Linked DNA regions of Oryctolagus cuniculus: region 2 is linked to region 1. A link is a contact called in public Micro-C data. All regions are on one chromosome and are shown on one strand. The core of a region is the stretch at or near the end of the contact, and the rest is flanking DNA. Distances in the headings are between cores, read along the strand shown.

Evidence for each region. A called contact is a pair of places that touch in the nucleus more often than the background predicts.
Region 2: a Micro-C map of ear pinna shows a contact between it and region 1, with 3 times the contacts expected there. The contact joins the promoter of FAM120C here to the promoter of PHF8 in region 1. A contact is called at or near these places in 2 of 6 Hi-C or Micro-C datasets (ear pinna and an unstated tissue).

What each region holds. Positions count from the first base shown.
Region 1 is chrX:38,081,400-38,088,793 of mOryCun1.1, reverse strand. PHF8 (PHD finger protein 8) reads left to right here and starts at 4,858. Exons shown (of 21, transcript XM_070067349.1): 1 at 4,858-5,025; 2 at 7,242-7,394. The coding sequence starts at 7,349.
Region 2 is chrX:38,220,258-38,227,611 of mOryCun1.1, reverse strand. FAM120C (family with sequence similarity 120 member C) reads left to right here and starts at 2,517. Exons shown (of 16, transcript XM_002720026.5): 1 at 2,517-3,582. The coding sequence starts at 2,890.

The sequences.
Region 1 (7,394 bases), core at 3,609-6,108:
ACTTGGCAATGGCTAGAGTTTTCTTTGCCAGCAAATCGTACTTCCTTGGGTTCAGCTCCCTGGCAGCTTTGCCTTTCTCAAAATTCGAAGCTCCCTCTGCTTACCTCTCCGGAATACTGGGGAGGAACTTTCAGGGCATAGGGTGAGTACCAGCATTACTCAGTTTTTCATCACTATAACTAAATATCTGAAACAAACTACTTACAAAGGAAGGAGTATATTTCAACTCACAGTTTTGAAAGGTCACAGTCTAAGATCAGCAGGCCCCATTTGGTTCAGTATCTGGTGATGGCATTCTTGCTGGAAGAGTTCTTTATAAAGCCACCAGGATTTAATCATGGGGCTCTCTAATGATGCAGTCCAATCTCATCACCTCCCAAAGGCCCTACCTCCAAACACCCTAATTGGATTAAGTTTCTACCTTCTTAGTACCGTTAACTTAAGACTTTGGGGAACCAAGCCTTTAAGACATGGGTATTTGGGGGGACATTTAATAGCGGAACAAATATCCAAATTGTAGACACTCCACTGTATGTGGTCAAATGCTACGTCCTGTCAAGCCTTTCCTGACACACTGACTGGACATGTTTGATTTATAACTCTTTGTTCACACACAAGTTGCTCATACTTCAGGTAGCACATAAAGTTTGATCTTTCTCAGCCTTTGTTCATTTTCCCTTGTCTCCCTCATTAGATTGTATACTCCTTAAGCATCTTTTGGGGCCACATTGTGGCACAGCGGGTTAGGCTGCCACCTGTGACACTAATATCCTATGAGTGCCTGTTCAAGTCCCAGCTGCTCCACTTCTGATCCAGTCCCCTGATAATGCACCTGGGAGAGCAGAAGATGGCCCAAGTCCTTGGGCCCTTGCTACCCATGTAAGAGATCTGGATGGAGTTCCTGGCTCCTGGATTTTAGCCATTTGGGAGGTAAACTAGCAGATGGAAGATCTCTTTTTCACTCTGTCTCTCCTTCTTTCTCTGTAACTCTGCCTTTCAAATAAATGAATAGATCTTGTGGCATAGTGTATAAAGCCACTGTCTCAACACTGGCATCCCATGTGTCCCAGCTACTCTGCTTCTGATCTAGCTCCCTGTTAATGTCCTGTGAAAAGCAGCTGAGAATGTCCTGACTATTCAGGCTCCTGCTACCCATGTGGGAGACCCAGATGAAGCTCCTGGTTTTGGCCTGGCCCAGCACTGTCCATTGCGGCTATCTGGGGAGTGAACCAGTGGATAGAAGAGTCTCTCTCTGTCACTCCCTCTCCGTAACTGGCTTTCAAAATAAATGAATAAATAGAGTCTCAGGGCTGGTGCTGTGGTGCTAGCTGCAATCCTATGGATGCCAGTTCAAGTCCTGGCTGTTCCACTTCTAATCCAGCTCCCTGCTAATGCACCTGGGAAAGCTGTGCAAGATGGCCCAAGTCCCTGGGCCCCCTGGTGTCCACATGGAAGACCCTGATGAAGCTCCTGGCTCCTTGCTTTCGCCTGGCCCAGCCCTAGCTAGCCCTAGCATTTGCAGCCATTTGGGGAGTGAACCAGTGGATGGAAGGTTCTCTCTCTCTCTCTCTCTTTCTCCATCTGTCTCTGTAATTCTGACTTTCAAATAAATAAATGAATCATAAAAAAGAGTCTCATTCATATCTGGAAACCCATATAGGATGGAGGCACTGCAGGTGGCAGCTTTACCTGCTACACCACAGCGCTGGCCCCTATAATGTTTCAAAATGTGTTTAAACTTCAATCGATTCAAACTGCCCTTTCCACTGAGAACCTGACCATACTTTCCCTTGCATTACATAGCATTATGACTTAAGTGAACATTGCTTTGGGGAATAGAGTTTGAGTTTTGTCAGACATTTATATGTGGTTTATATCACTTCTAGTCACACATATTACCCAGGTGTAGAAGTTGCTTCTAGAAATACTCTTCTTGCTCACCTTTGAATCTAATTTTGTATCCATAAGTCTATATTTCTTTTTTTAAAAAAAGAACTTCAAAAACATGCCACTTATTATCATTTTATTTGAAAGGCAGAGAGAAATATACAGAGACAGAGAAAGATCTGTCACTCATCAAATGTCCCCAACAGCAGGGGCTGGCTGAAGTCAGGAGCCCAGAACTCAATCCAGGTGTCTCATGTGGGTGGCAGGAGCTCAACTACTTGAGCCATCACCTGCTGCCTCCCAGGGTTTGCATCAGCAGGAAGCTAGAATCCAAAACAGAACCAGGACTCTAAAACAAGCACTATGAGGCCGGCGCCGTGGCTCAATAGGCTAATCCTCCACCTTGCGGCGCCGGCACACCGGGTTCTAGTCCCGGTCGGGGCGCCGGATTCTGTCCCGGTTGCCCCTCTTCCAGGCCAGCTCTCTGCTATGGCCAGGGAGTGCAGTGGAGGATGGCCCAGGTGCTTGGGCCCTGCACCCCATGGGAGACCAGGAAAAAGCACCTGGCTCCTGGCTCCTGCCATCGGATCAGCGCGGTGCGCCGGCTGCAGCGGCGGCCATTGGAGGGTGAACCAACGGCAAAAAGGAAGACCTTTCTCTCTCTGTCTCTCTCTCACTGTCCACTCTGCCTGTCAAAAATAAAAAAAAAAAAAAATAAAATAAAACAAGCACTATGATATGGGATTCCAGAGTCCCAAGTAGGGTGCTTTTTTTTTTTTTTAAAGATTATTGGTGCCGCTGCTGTGGCACAGTAGGATAATCTGCCTGTGGCGCTGGCATCCCATCCGGGTGCCAGTGCGAGTCCCAGCTGCTCCTCTTCCAATCCAACTGTCTGCTGTGGCCTGGAAAAGGAGTAGAAGATGGCCCAAGTCCTTGGGCCCCTGCACCCGCATGGCAGACCAAGAAGAAGCACTTGGCTCCTGGCTTCAGATCGGCACACCTCTGGCCGTTGCGGCCATTTGGGGAGTGAACCAACGGAAGGAGGACCTTTCTCTCTTTCTCTCCCTCTCACTGTCTGTAACTCCACCTCTCAAATAAATAATATTTTTTTTACTATTTTATTTATTTATTTGAGAGGTAGAGTTACAGAGAGAAGGAGAGACAGATCTAACTGCTGGTTCAGTCCCCAAATGGAGCAAAGGCCAGAGCTGGGCTAAGACAAAATTAGGAGCTTCTTCCAGGTCTCCCACATGGATGCAGGGGCCCAAGCACTTGGGCCATCTTTCACTGCTTTCCCAGGCCTTAAGCAGATAGGTGAATTGGAAGAGGAATAGCTGGGACACTGGCCGCCCACATGGGATTTTGGCTCCGTAGGCAGAGGCTTAACTTAGTACGCCGCAGGGTGGGCTCCCCAAGTAGGGTCTTGACTGCTGGGTCAAATGGGCCCACCTACTCCCTACACCTATTCTTTTCTTTAAGACATCCTCCCTCCCCCAAACTGTAAGCTTCAGATCCCACTAAAATTGGAATTTCCTCTGGCTAAGACACAAGTGTGACTTAGTTACTCCTGCTGAAAACCCTTCACTGGTTTCTTACTGCTTTCAGGATAAAATCTAAACTCTTGCATTTTTTGCAATCTTTCTTGCCCTCTTTACTTAGTTTGACTTCCTACCTATATTTTGTCCTTCCTCTTTGTTTCAACAATAGTCAATATCTTTAGGGAAATGTATGTGCCTCCATGCATTTGTACATGTTGATCCTTTTATGTACTTATTCTTGTTTATTTCTGTAGCCTCCGAATCTTCCTGACGTCTTCCTAGCCGCAGCAAACAGTTTCTGAGGCTCTTTCTTTTATCTTATTTGTTTATTTATTTGAAATGCCGAGTGACAGAGAGAGAGAAAAGAGCCATCTTTCATCTGTTGACTCACTTCCCCCAAATTCCTGCACGTAGTTTGCGGAAACCTAAGCACTTGGGTTATCACCTGTTGACTTCTAGGTGTACTAGGAGGGAGCTGGATTGGGAGTAGTCAGGACTTGAACTCAGGCACTCTCCTAGGGAATGTGGGTATAGGGGAGGCTGGTGTCCAAGGTGGCAGCTTAACCTGCTGAACCAGGAACCACCCCCTACACACACTGCCCCAGCTGTTTCGTAGCTTCACTTTGCTCTTTGCATGAGGTATTTGTGTGCTTACTGGGTCTTCCATTCCAATTGCATACTTGCAAACTTGTCTCCTGCCCTGGCTTGTTATTTCCCACTGCAGAGGGAAATCTTTTCATCATTGTACAAGTACTCCAGGACCTAACACACTGTCGTCACTATGAGTATCGTCAGAACATAACTCAAAGGGCACTGATTAGGAAATTGCTGTACGCCACTGTGCATATGCACACGCACACAATTTTCTGTTTTTTTAAAAGATTTACTTATCTGGGAGGTCGAGTTACAGAGAGAGGGAAAGACAGAAAGGTCTTCCATCCGCTGGTTCACTCCCCAAATGGTCTCAACAGCCAGAGCTGGGCCAGGCCGAAGCCAGAAGTTGCTTCTGGGTCTTCCACGTGGGTGCAGGGGCCCAAGCCCCTGGGCCATCTTCCACTGTTGTCCCAGGCCATAGCAGAGAGCAGGATCAGAAGTGGAACAGCCAGGGTGCTAACTGGTGCCCATACAGGTGCCCACACTACAGGCCGAGTCCTGCTACGCCAAGATGCTAACCCCACATTTTTTTTAAGTATTGGGGCCCTTTAAGAAGGAGGTCTATTAAGCGAACTAGATTAATTTCTAGAGTGCTTTTGAAAACCACGACCAGGTGTTTTGAGCTGGATTCACTCAACCTCTCTTGTAATCCCACCCCCTCAGGCTGCAGTCAGAAAATCTTGGAACAGGTGAAGCAAAATCCATGAACCCAATTTGAACTGAGTAACAGGGTCAATGCAAAAGAGTTCAGAGGGAGGAGCCAAGCAACACAGAGGGAGGGGATGAAGTTGAAACGCCGAGGTGGCAGAAGGCGAAAGGTTTAACTTCCCGCTTCTGAAGCAGGCTTCTCTTAAGCTGTATTTCGGGGTAACGACAGAGCTTCCCTCACAGGGTAAAGAACAAGCGACATGGAGACCGTGGGAAAGAGCTTATGGGGCCGCTGAAGGTGCGCAACGAACGGGAGCCTCTGGGACTACTCTGCCTGTACCCCGGCTGCAGCCCGCCCCCGTCGCCTATTAATTTTGTAGTTTGGAGTCGTGGAGTTCACCTCTTCTCATAGGAGGAGAAGGCTGAGGAGGAGGAGTGCGTGTGTGTGAGTGTGTGCGAGAGCGAGAGCGAGCGCGAGCGTGTGTGTGTGACAGAACTGCTTAACTCCCTGCGTGCCCAGAGGAGGAGGAAGGCTAGGAAATTTCTGGCCCCACTCAAAATGGAACCAAACGCCTGCCTCGCCTAAGATGGCGGCTTCTCCGCCTCTTGGCTCAAGGTCTTCGGCGGCTATTGGGCACCTTTAAGAGACGAGCGGGTCTAAAGGTAGCTGAACACCGCCCTCCTTTCTCAAGGTGCTGCTCCGCCCCCGATTACGTCACGCGGGAGTCGCCGGCGCGCTGCTCCCCGCCTCCACCGCGGTTACCTCGCATGCCCGGCCTTCATAAGATGGCGGCCGGCTCGCCTCTCGGCGGCCGTGCCGCCACTCTCAATATGGTAGCTGTTTACCTCATATTTCTCCTCCCCAACTTCCTCGTTGTTTTGAATAAACTTTATTGACTCCCCTGAATTGTCTACCACCACCACCGGGCTTCTGCCGGTGACTTTTTGGATCGTCTTTCTCAGACCTAGGGGCCGGTTCATTTCATTCCTCGCTGATTTGCTCGCTGCAATCTGCTGCCGGCTCAGCGACAACGCCACTAGCCCGTTGGCCGGGGTGGGGTGGGGTGGGGGTTGGGGGGGGAAGCGGCCGCTGGACTAGGCCTGAACCGTGGTTTCCAGTAGGCCCAAACGGGCCGGGCCGGGGGGTGGGGTGGGGGTGTGCTGTGGAGAAAGCTCTCCTGAATCCCTGCGGGCGGCAGCACCTCGCGACCCGGGGGGTGGCTTGAGGGGAAAAGCGAGCAAGGTTTGCTGCGTTACGGCGTCTCTCCCAGAATTCGGCGCGCGCCGCCGCTGGGGCCGGAACTGCCCGGCGAGCCTCCGCTGAGCGAGGCGCCGCGCCGCCGCGGAGCGAGCCCGGCCGCCGGCGTGTCGCTGGGACTGAGCTCCGCGGGCGTGAGGAGCCCTTGTACGGTTCAGGATTGAAGACGTTCTTGTCAGGTTTGGGGACGTGAGGAGGTTCCTGTCAGTTGGGGAGGCGTGAGGCGATCCTCGTAAGTTTCGGGGGCTGTGAGGAGATTCCTGTCAGTTTCAGATTCTAGGATGATGTAGATCCCTGTCAATTTGTGGCGGCGGGGGGGGGGGGGGGCGGAGGGACGCGGAAACGCTGATGAGTTTCAGGGGGCTGTGAGGAGATGCCTGCCAGTTTTGGAGCGACAAGAAACAATCCATGCTTAGTTTCGGGAGACTGAGGAGATTCTACCCAGCTTCGGGGTTTGGGGAAAGAGATGGTTTTTAGTTTGAGGGGTGCAACGAGAACCGTGCCATTTTTCAAGTAGGGGACGAGCTGATCAGTTTTGAAATTGGGATCCCTTTCCTTTTGGGGGGTGGGGAGGGTGACGAGACTCCTGACGGGTCGGGAGCGGACGGATAGACTGAGAGTGACGGAAGGGATCATTTAAACTCAGCAAACGCGACCCCAGAACTGTGATTGGAGTTGAGCGCCCAGTAGGCTCTGCCTTGTTCCCGAAGGCTTTGAGATAATTTCCGAGTAACCCGAGCAGACTTTTCAAGGCTGCCTCTATTTTGGGGGGTGTGTGAAAGAAGGGGCTTTCCGCGAGGCACACCCCCACCCCACCCCGAGCCTCATTCTTTAGGCTGGGGTTTTGTCTCCCCATAAAAGCGAGCCCCCCGAGGGGGGAAGGGGGAGGAAGGGTTTTCCGTGAGGGATTAAAAGCCTTCCTGAAAAGGCGTCAGGTATTATCCTGAAACCCGGAAAGAAGTTATCACGGACTTGGGGCCCGGGGAGGTGGGGTGTGGGGGGGGTGGGGGGCGGGGAGCCTGGACGGCCAAGCGCCCGACGCTCTTTCCGTGTGAAAGAAATTCTATAGGCCGGGCGGACTTGCTCCGGGGCCCCCTACAGCCGCGCCAGCTGGGTTGCATCCCGCCGCCGGACGCGCCCGCCGCTCGGGAACCCTGGCTGGAGGCGGGGGCGGGGGCGAGGGCGAGGGCGGGGACGGGGGCGGCGGGGGAGGGGGACACCTGATTCACTCTGTAAAAAGTGTTGTTTGTGCCTAGCCTTCGTCCAGAGAGGACGCGTGCCGCCGCCGCTGCCGCTGCCGCCTCCGGCCCCTCCTGCCATCACGAACCTGGCCCTCCACGGAACGCTCCCAGGCAGGGGGAAGATGGCCTCGGTGCCCGTGTATTGCCTCTGCCGGCTGCCTTACGATG
Region 2 (7,354 bases), core at 1,268-3,767, 140 kb before region 1:
TTTGTTTCTGCATCTGAATAGTATGTTCTCAGGCCTCACTCATTTTTTTTTTAAAGATTCATTTATTTGTTTGAAAGGCAGAACTAGAAAAAGAGAGAGTGTGTGTGTGTGTGAGAGAGAGAGAATCATCCAACTGCTGGTTCACTCCCCAAATGGCCACAAAGGCCAGAGCTGGGCTGATCTGAAGCCAATTGCTTCATCCAGATCTCCCTCTGCTGCTTTCCCAGGCACATTAACAGGGAGCTGGATTGGAAGTGGAGCATCCAGGACTCAAACCAGTGCCCATGGGGCCGGCGCTGTGGTAAAGTGGGTTAAAGCCCTGGCCTGAAGCACCGGCATCCCATATGGGCACCAGTTCTAGTCCAAGCTGCTCCACTTCCGATCCAGCTCTCTGCTGTGGCTTGGGAAAGCAGTGGAGGATGGCCCAAGTGCTTGGGCCACCTGCAACCGCATGGGAGACCCAGAGGAAGTTCCTGGCTCCTGGCTTCGGATCGGCACAGCTCCAGCCATTACAGCCACCTGGGGAGTGAAGACCTCTCTCTTTCTCTCTACCTCTCTCTGTAACTCTGTCTTTCAAATAAATAAAACAAATCTTTAAAAAAAAAGTACCCATATGGGATGCTGACATTACAGGCTGCAGTTTTATCTGCTACACCACAGCACTGATCCTCCATCTTTTTTTTTTTTTTTTTTTTGACAGGCAGAGTGGACAGTGAGAGAGAGAGAGACAGAGAGAAAGGTCTTCCTTTTTGCCGTTGGTTCACCCTCCAATGGCCGCCGCAGCTGGCGCATGGCGCTGATCCGATGGCAGGAGCCAGGTACTTATCCTGGTCTCCCATGGGGTGCAGGGACCAAGTACTTGGGCCATCCTCCACTGCACTCCCAGGCCATAGCAGAGAGCTGGCCTGGAAGAGGGGCAACTGGGACAGAATCTGGGGCCCCGACTGGGACTAGAACCCGGTGTGCCAGCGCCGCAAGGCGGAGGATTAGCCTAGTGAGCCGCGGCGCCAGCCCCTCCATCTTTTTTTTAAAAAGATGTGTTTATTGATTTGAAAGGCACAGTTACTGAGAGGGAGAGATAGAGATCTCCCATCCAGTGGGTTGACCCGCCAAATGGCCACGAAGTCTGGGGCTGGGCCAGACTGAAGCCAGGAGCCTAGAATTCTATCTGGGTCTGCCCCATGGGAAGCAGGGGCCCAAGTTTCTGGGGGCATCTTCAGGTACCTTCCCAGATGCATTAGCAGGGAGTTGGATGGGAAGTAGAGCAGCCAGGACTCAAACTGTTGCTCATATGGGAAGCCGGTGTCACAGGCAATGGCTTATCCTGCTGCGCCACAATGCTGACCCCCTCACCCATCATGATACTGTTGGGTTCTGGATTTTTTAAGGGCAGAGAGATCCATGCTCCAGATGGTAATCTGCTGGCTCACCTCCCAAATGCTCAGGGGCTGTTGGCAAGAGCCCAGAATTTAATGGAGGTCTCCCACATAGGTAGTAGAAACCTAATCAGTTGAGCCATCACTAACTGCCTCCCAGGGTCTGGGAGTAGCAAGTAGGAAGCTGGAGTCAGGGTTATAGCCAGGTAGCAAACCCAGGTACTCCGATAGGGGAGTCCTACATGTAACTCTGCCTGCCATTATCTCAACTTCTAGTAAGTTCCAAGTCCTATCTGACTAGTCTCTTCACAGCTTGTTTTCTGCTCTATTCCTGCTGAAAGAGTGGACCCTAAAAGCCAGACAGAAGGCAGCTGTTACATTGTTTCCATGTGAGGAGCATGCTGCAAATAGATTTTTGAAATGATCATGTCTCTGTATGTCTGAAATTAGAGCCCTTGCAGGTATTTTGAAAATCTCTCAGACAGACTAATTGCCAATGAGGGTTGGAAATCAAGGCCTTCACATTGGACACAGTAGCTCAATGGTACCAAAAAAGATACAACTTGCAGTGTAATTTGTGTTGGTGCTTATCTCCTAGACCAGTGAGTTCCCTAGGGCAAGGGATATTTAGTTTTCCTTTGTCTCTGCATTGCCTTGGGCAAATAAACACTGTCTCAGCATTCCCAGCTGAGGCCAACAACTTTTCCAAGAATTACAGTAGCTACAAAGTGGAATTCTACAGAAATGGTAGCAGTTATGTTTGTATCTCATGTATGTTCTTTCTCATTCATTAAAAGCTATGCTAAATTCTCCTTCTTGGGGAATTTTAGCTCACTTCAGCTGAATTCAATCCATCTATTCTACTTCCTTTCCCATGATGCATCACTCTGTCCCCACCAAACTCCTTTTCCTGGGATAGGCAGTAAATACCCTGAAGCAATTCGGTGGGATGCATGCAGTTGGAGTGCAAATGCTAAACACAGATCATCAAGCCCCGCCTCTCGTGACCCTGTGAACGCAAGGCCTGACAGGAGTGGTAGTCCTGTTCCTCGACTGCATCCCGACGCCATAGGGAAGATTACTACAACTCCCAGGATGCCTCGCCGCTCCGCCCCGCCGCCCCTCCTCTCGCTAGAAAGCGTGTACCATAGAGAAGACGAGGCAACATGGCTCCCGAAGGTGGAAGGAAGAGGCTTCACCCCCTTTGCAGCGGTTAACAGCAGCCGGAGAGCAGGAAAAAAAAAGAGACGTGACTAGAGCCCATCATCGCTTTTTTCCTCGCAGCCTCTTCTGAGTCCGGTCTGCCTTACCTTTCCTCTGCACCCAAATCCAATCTGTGGTCTCCTCCCCTCCCCGCCCTCATTCCCTCGCTCCCTCACCCCTCCCCTCGGGAATCCTTTTCCCGCCCCCCTCGCCCCCCGCGGAGTGCGCACGCGCCCGCCCCCAGCTTCGCGCCCAGATCGCCGCCTAGCCTGCTCGCGCAGCCGCCGTCTCGTCTGCCCACCGACGAAGCATGGGCGTCCAGGGCTTCCAAGAGTTCCTGGAGAAGCGCTGTCCTGGGGCCGTGGTGCCCGTGGACCTCCTTAAGCTCGCACGCACGGTTTCTCGCCAGCAGCAGCAGCACCTGCACCGCCAGCTGCCACCGACGGCAGCCCTAGCGCCTGGAGCTCCACGCGTCGCCAGGGGCTCCACGCCTCTGCAACCGCCGCTCCCGCCCGCTGCCTTGGGTGCCTATTCCGGGGGCGCAGGGCCGACCCGGCACCATCACCCCGCTCACCACTTCCACCACCACGGCCAGGCGCCGCCCGGGCTGCACCCACCGCTGCCACCGCCGCCCCCACCGCTGCCTGGTGCCAGGGTGCTGGTAGACGCGGGCTCGGCGCTGCCGCGGCTTTATGGCGGCTACCAAACGGATTGGGTGTGTGGCGGCCAATGGAACGCCATGCTGGGCTACTTGTCAGCGCTGTGCCAGGCTTGTGCCTATCCCGGCGGCGACGGCCTGGAGCTGGTGGTCATGTTCCCCGGGGGCCTGGGCAAGGACCGGCTGGCTGAGTGGGGCCGTCGGTGCCAGGCCGAGCGGCAGACAGCGCAACTGATCGTGGGACACGTGGGCAACAAGGGCACCCCTCCACCGCGGGCCTGGTTCCTGCCACCGGCCTGCCTGAGCCACTGCGTGAGGCTAGCACTCATCCGCTTCCGGGTCAAGGTGAGGGAGGGGCCGGATCTTAAATAACACGCCCCACACCTGTTCCCTCTGAACTAAACACCTAACCACCTATCCACTTACCTGCCTCCCATCTATCCACTTACCCGCCCAATCAGCTAACCTATTTCCCTAACTACCCTCTCCCATCTTACGTCTCCTACCCCCCTTTCATACCACCCCCTATCACCTCTCTACCCATGTCATCCTGGTAGCTCCCTTTCCCGTCACTTATCCTATTGCCCAGTATTTAGGTTTTAGCAGAATTCAGTTGTTTTGTTGTCTCGCCTTTCTTCTGCCGTCATCTTCCTCAAACCGATGTGACTTTTCCCTGCCTTTTGCAGTTGGCATCTCTTTCTTACACTTTTCTCTAATCTCACAGCAGATCAACTAAACGGATGTTCATTGAACACCTTTCCTTTACTTTGTTTTTCCATTTTGACTGTCCTTTTTTGTCCATCTGCTCATTCAACCTTTTTCATGCTTCTACTTCCTCCTTACCTTAGCCTAATGAAACAAAGAAAAAAATACACCCCACTGATTGGAGTCACTGTTCAACAAGTATTAACCCACTGAGTGTAATGTAATGGGTTTGAAAGACATGTGAGAACAGCTCCTGCCCTTGGGGGATGAAATATGTACACACAGAACATTTATTTAATCATATAAATGTATGTGACTGTTTCTCTGCTACAGACAGTAAGTACAGTACCTGTGGTTGGGGTGGGGGTGGGGACTGATATCTGTGCACTGAAATGGTTCCGGGGAGGCTTCCCTGGAGAAGTTGGAACTCTCCTAGGTCTTCACGGATGGGTTGGATTTGAATGGGCCGCAGCTTTGGGAGGAGGTTGCTTTAAGTGGGAAGGAGCGTGAGCAAAAGCAGAAAGGGAATATCAAGTGTATGAGGCCCCGTGGGCTGTTAAATCCAGTCCGCATGTAGTTGGGGCACTGCATATGGGGCCTGGGGAACAGCTTTGGCAGCATCCCTGGTTCTTGGCACCACTGCTTTTGCTCTGTTGCTTTCCCATACTCTAAGGTTTCAAGTTCCTACGTGTAAGGAATAGCAAGGCTTGAGAAGTAAAGAGGTGGGCAGGAAGAAGACAAAAGTAGCACAGGGTTGGGTAGGACAAAACCACAAACCCATTCCCCAGCTGAGGTTCTTGGGGACATCGCCGCAGTGAGGGGGATGACGGGCATCACGATCTTAAGAAGTAGCGCAGGGTGGAGTCATGAGGAGGAAAGAAATGTCAGCTGAGAGATTGAAAGACCCACAGAGAGGAGCTTGTAGTGTTTATAGCTTGTGGCTGGAGTCCAGCCGTGCTGGAGGCCACGTGCCCAGCATCAAATCTGTGCGTAGGCTGGGTAGATGATAGTCATTTTTGGTAATGAAGGATCCAGTCATAAGCTATCTCAAGCCTGCAAAGTAGAAAAAAAAAAAAAAAAAAAAAAAAAAAAACAGAAAATGTACCTATTTGCTTGTCCTCCTGACCGAACATGTTGAAGTAGATTTCTTCATTCACAGCCATTCTTTCCACTTCCCTTTCGCTGCTACCACCTAGACTTTAGAAACTTTTTACCTCACTGTCATAAATTAACCTGGTTGCTGGTAATAGCAACTACATTGATAGAATGCTTACTGTGCGCCAGGTGATAAGGTGCTTTAAAAAAAATTGTTAGCTCACTGAATCTTCAACAGTTACCTGTGATAACAGTCCTGTTTTCCAAATGGGGGAACTGAGGCACAGGTGGTTTAGAGACTTGCCCAAAGTCACCTAGCAGTATGTCACAGAGCTGGGGTTCTGGGATGCATGCCCACGCAGTCTGTCTCCAAAGCTCATGTGCTTAAGAATGGAGCTCTAAGTTGAATTTTTGCAAAGTGCCAACTGTGAACTGTGATTTTTATCATTTCCATTTACAACTAAGCTCTGTCCTGGCTCCAGGCTAAAGACAGGTTCAGGTCATTCTTTTTTCTTTTTCCCTTTTTGATGCTTGCTGTAGCCTAAGCATTGTGTGCTGGTTCCTCTGGATTCCGAGGTAAATGAAGTGATTGTTGCCATCAAGGAGGTCAGGGTTTCCTGAGAGACAGACTGAAAGCAGAATTGCAGATACAGTACCCCATTTAGAAATGACGTAAAATGTAGCCCCTTTGTGCAGGTGGTTAATTCTGGATGAGGAAGTGAAAGTTGTCAGAGGCTTCACAGCTTGCGTGGAGCCGAGAAGAGGGCTAAGGATAGTCCAGATAGTGGGCAAGGTATGGAGACCTCAGATGGCCAATTGTGAGCTCTCAATAGGTTTTTATCGCAGGTTGGCAGGAGAGGTGAAGGTTGACTATGGGTTCGTGGCTTCCAAGCTTTTTTGTTTATAAACATATCGCATCAGTCAAAATTTTTGAGAAGCAACCAACCCTAAGTGTATTTTGTCATACTTACCATAATAGCTCATTTTAAAAAAACTCCAGAAGTTTATAAAAAATCAGATGGATAAGTGATAAATCAAGAATTGATGGTAGAATCTTAGTGGTATTTGGATGTTTGCTGTAGAATTATTTCAGCTGTGGCTTGAAGTTTTTCGTAATCAAATATTGGGGAGAATATTTCCAGCAGTCTTCCTAAGTCGGCAGAAGCACCATAGGGGGACTGTTCTAAACCAACTCTTTGACGATTTCACATTCTCCATATCTTCTCTACTTTGGGTGCAGGATACCTGATTGTTCCCTAAATGAGTAGGACAAAGATCGTAAGAGAATAGATTGTAGAAGGGACCCTTGACATGTGGAATGTGTTTCCAAAATAGCATGTGTAAAGTATCTGTGTTGTCAGTGAGTGACATTCTGCTTCTGGAGTGATGAAGACTTGGGATAACTGATAGTAGAATTTTGCCTTTTCAGAAGAGTGTCGTACTGTATTGAAGTTGGTAATTTTGCCTGGCTGATCTGTACCTCCCATTTCTTTTGACTGAATGTTAGTGTTTCAGAACAAAACCTGCTAGTGCATCACTCCCCTCCTTGGTTGTGTTCTTCAGTCTATATCACAATAGGCCTTTATTCCTAGTCTCCTTTACATTTGGGATAGAGAAAGTAGAGGTGGCTTGATTAAATAATAGAGAAATCGGTTGGGTGTCTGTTTGCCATTAGACAGTTTAGGGCTTCTGACAGAAAGATTCAGTGCATATTGTTGGGATGGATTTAGTCATTTGGTTGGTTTCATTTATATGCTCTGAAGACCTGTGTACATGGTCATTGTCAGTGGCAGGAAAGTTTAGTGAATCTACAGATGGCTTGCCTGATCTCTTCCTAAGCGTCTCAGAAGGAGACTAGTTCAGGAGATGACGTAGGGTGATTACGGGAATGAACACTTTATTTTAAGGGTCATATATATTAGAAAACAACATAATCAACACATCAGGCTCACCATTTCATAGCTGTAACTTTTTTAGAATGGGGCTAATTACAGAAAGAACGAATTGAGTTAAAGAAAAATATTAAGTTGCAGTACTTGGATGTTGTGGAAATCATGTTAGTTCATGAAGAACCAGACTTTGAAAAGCCTGACCAAGAGCCAATGTCATTTTGTGCTTCAGTTCTCCAGAATACAATAAAATGATGACTGCTGTGCTTCTTGACTGTTGACCTATCTTCAGTGCTAGAAAAATCTGTGACTCTTCTAGGTGCTTCAATGGTGGGGAAAATAATTACAGTGGTAACCATTATCATATCTTGAGTAACAGTTGAATATAAAGTGCTTTTTTAAAAAAAAGATTTATTTATTTATTTGAA